Regions from separate parts of the Sus scrofa genome. Here region 1 is linked to region 2. A link is a contact called in public Hi-C data. All regions are on one chromosome and are shown on one strand. Each heading gives the region's core, a stretch centred on a gene start, on an enhancer-like site or on the middle of the called end of the contact. The rest is flanking DNA. Distances are from core to core; before and after follow the strand shown.

Region 1 (4,043 bases), core at 381-2,880, 140 kb before region 2:
CCTCTGTGGCTCCCAGTCCTGAGTAGGAACAATCCATTGACAATCTGTATGTTTCTTCATTGACCAGGAAGAGGGGAGATGCTTCCTTCCAGGTCAATGGTTGTGGCTGAGGGTATTCTGCCTCTTACCTAGACTTACATGATGGGGTGTACCCCAGATACAAAGAGTTCAGTACCTAGTACTGAACATCTAGTAGTCATTACTGACAATAGTAAATTGTCCGACCAGCTCCTGCTACTTCTGTGACCTCCACACCTATTCACTCTGCTGCAGGCTCAGTGCAAAACACCATGCACACTCCTGCCTCAGGGCCTTTGTACATGCCATTTTCACATCTAAAGTGTTCTCCAAATATCTGCAAGATGCCTTCCCACCTTAATCAAATCTTTACACAAACATCACACTCTCATAAGGCCTTTTAATGCCATTCTATTTATTTATTTATTTCTCTTTTTTTTTTTGCCTTTTTCTAGGGCTGCACCTACAGCACATGAAGTTTCCCAGGCTAGGGGTCCAATAAGAGCTGCAGTCGCTGGCCTACGCCACAGCCACAGGAATGCAGGATCTGAACCACGTCTGCAACCTACACCAAAGCCCACGGCAACACCTGATCCTTAACCCACTGAGTGAGACCAGGGATCAAGCCCGCAACCTCATGGTTCCTAGTCGGATTCATTAACCACTGAACCACGACGGGAACTCCAATTGCCATTTTATTTAAAAATGTACACTACACTTCTTAGTTCCTCATCCCTGCTACTTTTTTTTTTTCTTTTTAATTGTTAACATTATCTAACATAGAATTTGTGTATATTCTCTTTCCCCTAAGATGTAAGCTCCATGGGGCCAAGAATTTTAGTCTGTTTTGATCAATGCTGTATCCCTAGTATCTCGAAGAGTGCCTGGAAAATACTAAGTGTTCGATAAACATGTCTTGCTTAAAATGAATGCAGAGCCAATATCTGCACAATCCCTTTGAAATCCCTTTGGAACACATTTGTTGTATGATTGACAATGATTCGTCTGAGATTTTAATCACCCTACCAATAGATCTGTCTAGAATGTGTTGTTCTCATTTTAATTTGTTGTACAAGGCAAAAATGAAAAATTTCAATAGGTTAAAAAATTGTGTAATTTATTGTTTCTTTTCCTTCAACCAGGCTTATCCCTCCACCTAGAAGGAAATTAGATGAGTGAGACAAGCATCAGTTGTTATAAAACCATACCTTATGCATTGTTCTCTTCTCAGAGTTTCTAAATTGATATTTGGCTGATTTATTGCACTACTTTTCAGGGTATTGCTGCAAGGTTAATACTTTTCAAGGTCATCCCTTTTCTCCTGCATTCAGAAAGACAGGAAGCTGGTCTGTTTCCAGTTTGCAGGGATGGATGAGTCCTCAGGAGCTGCTGCGAGCAAAGCAGCACCACAGTGAGCTTTACTCACCGTGAAGTCCCAGGAGGCAAAACATCAGGCCCCTCCCAGAGACGAAGGCATTGATCATGGCCAAGTGGTCATTAGTGAGTCAAAAACAGAGACTGAGTATCTACTGGGCAAAGCTGTGCTGGGTCTTCCCTTTCTGTAGTTTGCTGTCCGGCCTTCTATCAGCAGAGGAGTTCATCGGGCCCTGCCCTGTGCACACTTGGGCAAACAGGAAGTAGAAGGGAGAGGATCCAGCCCGCTTTAACTAGCACTTCAGGACATTTCATGTTTGTGTGCCTGGCAGGGGGCCTGGTTTTAGTGGCCCTGTTTCAAATGATAGCACATTTCCCTGTTTGTAGAATAAGAGGTGAAGAAGAACTGTCATTTATTCATTCGCAGAACACATTCAAATAAATGCAGTGTTTCCGTAAATAGGATGGTCTCTATGTCCACAAGAAGAAATCGATTTAAACAGATGGATTTTTGGGGTTAAGAAATTTTTTAATTTTTAGGAGTTCCTGTCGTGGCTCAGCTGCTTATGAACCCCACTAGCATCCATGAGGATGTGGGTTTGATCCCTGGCCTTTCTCAGTGGGTTAAGGATCTGGTATTGCCGTGAGCTGTGGGGTAGGTCACAGATGTGGCTCAGATCCTGAGTTTCTGTGGCTGTAGCGTAGGCTGGCGGACTACAGCTCCATTGGACCCCTAGCCTGGGAATCTCCATATGCTGTGGGTGCAGCCCAAAAAAGACAAAAAAAAAAAAAAAAAAAAAAGAAAGAAATTTTTTAATTTTTAAAACTAGAGAAAACTGCAGCCAATGCAATACAAACCCATATTCCTACCATTCAGAATTATCAACAATTACCAGTTTGTCTTATTTTGCTTCCAGCCTTAAAAAAAGAGAAATCTATATAGTACATAATGGAAATTAGAGTAATATCAGAGTTCCCTTTGTGGCTTAGTGAGTTAAAAACCCAACTAGTATCCATGAGGATGCAGGTTTGATCCCTGGCCTTGCCCAGTGGGTTAAAAGATCCAGCATTGCTGCAGCTACGATGTAGGTTGAAGATATGGCTCAGATCTGGTGTTGCTGTGGCAGTGGCATAGGCTGCAGCTGCAGCTCTGATTCCACCCCTAACCTAGAAACTTCCATATGCCACAGGTGCAACCCTTAAAAAGCAAAAAAAAAGCAAAAAAAAAAAAAAAAAAAAAGGAAAGAAAGAAAGAAGAGTAATATATAAGAGCTTGCAGTAAAAGTAAGCCCCCTGCCCAGACCAATGATCTTTTTCCTCTGAGGCAACCTCTATTATAGATCTCTTCTATTTCCTTACAGATATATTCTATGCACATGTAAGCCTGTATGTAAATGCATTCTCCCTTTCTCTTTGTCTTTCACTAATAGATGCTCACAATACACAACCTTCTGTATCTTACTTTTTTTTCAATTAATATGTCTTGGAGACTGTTGAAATAGAAGAGTTATGTTTATTTGTTTGTTTCGGGCATGGCCGTGGCATGTGGAAATTCCCAGGCCAGGGATCAAACCTGTCCCAAAGCAGCAATCAAAGTCACTTCAGTGACAACACCATATCCTTAACACCCTGTGCGCCACAGATCTCCAAAACAGGAGAGTTTTTAAGTCGAACATAAGAAAGTACTTTTTAGCTGCCATGATGATAAAATTCTGGAATGAGTCACTAAAACTGATAATATTAATTTCAGCTCTCTCAAGCCACCACTGGCAACATATATGCACAGGCTGAGGTTCCTGAGAAGCCAGCTCTGATATGGAGATTAGTATGCAGGGATTTCACTACGAAGTACTCTTAGAATCAACACCTACAGAAGAGAAGAGAAGAAGAGAAAAAAGCAGAAATGAGCAGAAAGTTCAGGTTGCAGTGCAGTCTCAGCTAAGGCCTCATGACCCTTGGGGAGCTGAAGCTGGAATGGCCCTTCCGAGTTGTCCTGAATCAGGAAGGCGTCCAGGCCTTTATACCTCCACATCAATCAGTCTCAGGATGTACGTGGCCCTGGGGAGGGTGTGACCTTGGACTTCATGGTCACGCCAGCCAAGACAATTTCCAGAGAAGGAAGGCCAACAGCTAAGGGCTCCCTGCCAAGGGCACTCCCCAAACGGTGGTGGGTGGTGGGGGGGGGAGGGGAGGAAGTTCTTCATCCCTGAAGGAGGATCTGGGTAAAGCATCACAGGATCCACAATTAACAACAACAACAAAAAAAGAGTTCCTGTCGTGGCTCAGTGGTTAATGAATCCGTCTAGGAACCACGAGGTTGTGGGTTCAATCCCTGGCCTTGCTCAGTGGGTTAAGGATCTGGCACTGCCATGAGCTGTGGTGTAGGTCACATATACGGCTCAGATCCCAAGTTGCTGTGGCTCTGGCATAGGCGGGCAGCTACAGCTCCGATTAGACCCCTAGCCTGGGAATCTCCAAATGCCGAGGGAGCAGCCCTAGAAAAAGACAAAAAGACCTCCCAGAAATCTTATTTTTAGGACTTCATTTCATAGTATTAGAAGTGAAATTTCATAATATGTACAATTAACTTTCAAATGGTTCCAGAAAATATATCTGTGGGAATCTGAGAAAGGGGAAGAGAGAACACAAAT
Region 2 (3,676 bases), core at 445-2,944:
AACTCACAGATATAGAGAACAGACTTGTGGTTGCCAAGGAGGAGCGGGAGGGAACGGGATGGCCTGGGAGTCTGGGGTTAGCAGATGCAAACTATCACATTTAGGAGGGATGCAATGAGGTCCTGCTGTATAGCACAGGGAACTATATCCAATCACTTGTAATGGAACATGATGGAAGATGATGTGAGAACAAAGAATGTATATACATATGTATGACTGGATCACTTTGCTCTATAGCAGAAATTGACAGAAAATTGTAAATTAACTATATTTTAAGAAAAAAAAATTTTTTTAAATAAAACAGACTCTTAAACCTCTCACAACAGTAAACGCAATACAGTATGAAATTATGGAATGACTAATTTTTACTCGAACCAATCATACATTACACATTTTGCAAAAACTGAGGCTCTGCCTCACACCAGAATTTATCTTAAATAAGACAAGATTTCAATGAGTCTCAGTTTGTTCATCTATAAAATAAGATGCATAATATTTAGGAATCTTTCCAACTTCAAAATTAGGCAGGCTTGTGCTTAACATAAAACAATACATAGCACCATCTAGAGGTAAAAAGAAATACTTCCCTACATTTTCCCCCAGTCAATCAATCTTCAGCAAAAGCTCAAGTAGATAAATTTCATATTAGCAGAAGTTGCCCAAGTAAATGTATTAGAATTTTAATAGCCTCTCTAATATAGGATCAAACTTTTAAAATGAATCTATCATCACATCTGCAAGAGTTTTTAGCTCCCATGTAAATCTAGCTCATTTCCTACTACCACTTTTTTAAGGGATCAACTCTGAGAAAATTGGCATTGCTTGAGAAAATTCAGGACAGCATCTTCAATGTGACTCTAAGGACCACAGATGTTATGATTACTTAATAATGTGATGTATCATAGTGTACAACAGATATGTGGTATACTGGAGGTATTCTTTACCTTTTGGGGCTTTGGGGATTTGATGAAAACTGTGGTCAAAAAACAGTTTCTCTGTGATTAAAACACAATGTCATCCTCTGGCTTCAACTTCAGGGAAAAGAACACCTGGATTGAAAAAATTCCAGTGGTGGTTTCCCTGAATCTATCTGAACTTGAAGAAAAATTTAAACTATGGAAAGGTCTGAAGTCTCTAGATTTCCAATCACCGTTAACATCTAGGATGTTACAACATTTTGTTTCCAGCCTGATATTAAGAACAGCTTCCTGGGGTACCCCTGGGGCTCAACAGGTTAAGAACCCAACACAGTGTCTGTAAGGATGCAGGTTCAACCCCTGGCCTCGCTCAGTGGGTTTAAGGACCTGGTGTTGCCGTGACCTGTGGTGTACGTCTCAGATGTGGCTTGGATCCTGCATTGCTGTGGCTGTGGCTGCAGCTTCTATTCAACCCCTCACCCAGGATCTTCCATAAGCCACAGGTACAGCAGTAAAAAGAAGAAAACAAACAAAAAAGATCAGTTTCCTTTTGGAACCTCCTTTGGAACTGCACTGGTTTAATTTGTACTTTCTGTATTGTTCTGAGTGTGTTCTTCAGGTTCACTGTGCTTAACCTTCCAATTAAATTATAAGCTCACCAAGTGAAACTGCACCTTCTGGTGGCCTTGGATTAAGTGACAAATAACTTGCTAGTGGCTATGAAGACACAATTCCTCTGGCAAATAGTAATGTGCAAAGTAAAACAGAGCTCAGGCAAATAAAGGTTAAATAATTGTGTGACAAAGTTCAGAAAGAGTGTTGCCTAAGATCTGAGTTTACCCTTGACTCATTTAAATCAGATTTAAAAGAAAAACAACAAAATCCTTTCTGAAACGGCCTTGAATTTGTCTGATCACCAATTTTTCTTCTTTTTTTTCTTTTCAGGACCTCACCTGCCACACATGGATGTTCCCAGGCAAGGGGTCAAATCAGAGCTGTAGCCACCAACCTACACCACAGCCACAGCAATATGAGATCTGAGCCATGTTTGTGACCTACACCACAGCTCACGGCAATGCAGGATCCTTAACCCATGGAGCAAGGCCAGGGATAGAACCCATGTCCTCACGGATACTAGCCAGGTTCGTTACTGCTGAGCCACGACAGGAACTCCTGATCTCCAATTTCTAACTCATAATTTGGGAAAAAGATTTCTTTTGGGGAATTGCATAATCATACATTGTTCTTTTATCTTTTTTTTTTTTTTTGTCTTTTGTCTTTTTTGTTGTTGTTATTGTTGCTATTTCTTGGGCCGTCCCGCTCCCTCAGCATATGGAGGTTCCCAGGCTAGGGGTTGAATCGGAGCCGTAGCCACCGGCCTACGCCAGAGCCACAGCAACGCTGGATCCGAGCTGCGTCTGTAACCTACACCACAGCTCACGGCAACGCCGGATCGTTAACCCACTGAGCAAGGGCAGGGACCGAACCCGCAACCTCATGGTTCCTAGTCGGATTCGTTAACCACTGCGCCACGACGGGAACTCCTTTTTTTTTTTTTCTTTTTTTTTTTTTTTTTTTTTGTCTTTTGTCTTTTTTGTTGTTATTGTCATACATTGTTCTTAATAGGGATGAGAAAAAGGGACTAAAGGTTCTACCCAAATTTTATTCTTCTAAGTTTTCAAACATCTAGAAAAGTTGAAAGAATAGTATGATAAGCAGCCTTTCACTTACCACCTACCTTTAACCATTGTTAATATTATTCATGTCACTGTATTTATTTCTGAAAAACTTAATCTGTTACAGACATCATGACACTTCACCCCCTAATATTTCAAACATCACTTATGAACAAGGAAATTCTCCTTCACAACCTCAGTGTCATTGTCACACCCCCCAAAATTATTAAGAGTGCTCTAATATCTAATATTCAGTTGAAATCCAAACGTTCATAATTGTCCCAAGGACGTCCTTTATAGCTGCTAAAAAAAAAAACCAAGATCTAATCAAGGATTACAAATTGCATATAGTTTTTATTTTATTTATTTATTTATTTTTTTAGGGCTGCAGGTACAGCATATAGAAGCTGCCAGGCTAGGAGTAGAATCAGAACCTAGGTGATGGCCTACACCACAGCCAGAGCAACACCAGATCTGAGCCGCAACATATACCATAGCTCGCAGCAACACCAGATCCTTAACCCACTGAGCAGCGCTAGGATCAAACCCAAACCCTCATGGATACTAGTTGGGTTTGTTTCTGCTGAGCCACAATGAGAACTCCAGTTTTTACTGTTTTTGAAGCATTTATTCACTGGACACTTACTACGTCCCAGTTACACAGGCCTTCCTACTTAATTTTCACAAGAAATTTGAGAGTTTTTGTTGTTACATCAGGGGGTGATGAAGTCCTTGCCTCTGAAGATTCTGATGTATTTTAATTACTCACCATTATATTCACAGAATTGAGCACAGAGCCTTGAATATACCAGGTACTGATATAAAGCTGTGGAATAAATGAAGGCATGGTGTACTTGTCCATTCTGATGGAAAAGCTACAATAAAAACATGATGAAGGAGTTCCCTTGTGGCACAGCAGGTTAAGGATCCAGTGCTGTCACTGCAGCAGCCTAGGTCACTGCTGTGGCGCAGGTTTGATCCCTAGCGCAGGCACTTCCACATGCCACAGGTGTGGCCAAAACAAACAAAAAAACTGTGATGGTAAAGTACCAAATCTGCTGTGATACTACACTGAGGCAGAGG

Evidence for each region. A called contact is a pair of places that touch in the nucleus more often than the background predicts.
Region 1: a Hi-C map of liver shows a contact between it and region 2, with 2.1 times the contacts expected there. The contact joins two enhancer-like sites. A contact is called at or near these places in 1 of 5 promoter capture datasets (liver), 24 of 47 Hi-C or Micro-C datasets (adipose tissue, alveolar macrophages, brain and 12 more) and 1 of 2 datasets of contacts at active chromatin or transcription factors (skeletal muscle).

Annotation. Positions count from the first base shown.
Region 1 is chr1:182,621,073-182,625,115 of Sscrofa11.1, reverse strand. It overlaps LOC106509109 (a long non-coding RNA gene), which reads left to right. Exons shown (of 3, transcript XR_001306376.2): 3 at 1-441. Among named protein-coding and RNA genes, the nearest start is that of FERMT2, 16 kb to the right of the region's middle. Within about 2 kb of position 1,630, at least 4 of the 83 cell types and tissues checked have an H3K27ac peak or open chromatin away from gene starts, as enhancers often do. A contact at or near this core is called in fetal liver and liver, where this site is marked.
Region 2 is chr1:182,483,884-182,487,559 of Sscrofa11.1, reverse strand. No RefSeq gene overlaps it. Among named protein-coding and RNA genes, the nearest start is that of GNPNAT1, 62 kb to the right of the region's middle. Within about 2 kb of position 1,694, at least 2 of the 83 cell types and tissues checked have an H3K27ac peak or open chromatin away from gene starts, as enhancers often do. A contact at or near this core is called in fetal liver and liver, where this site is marked.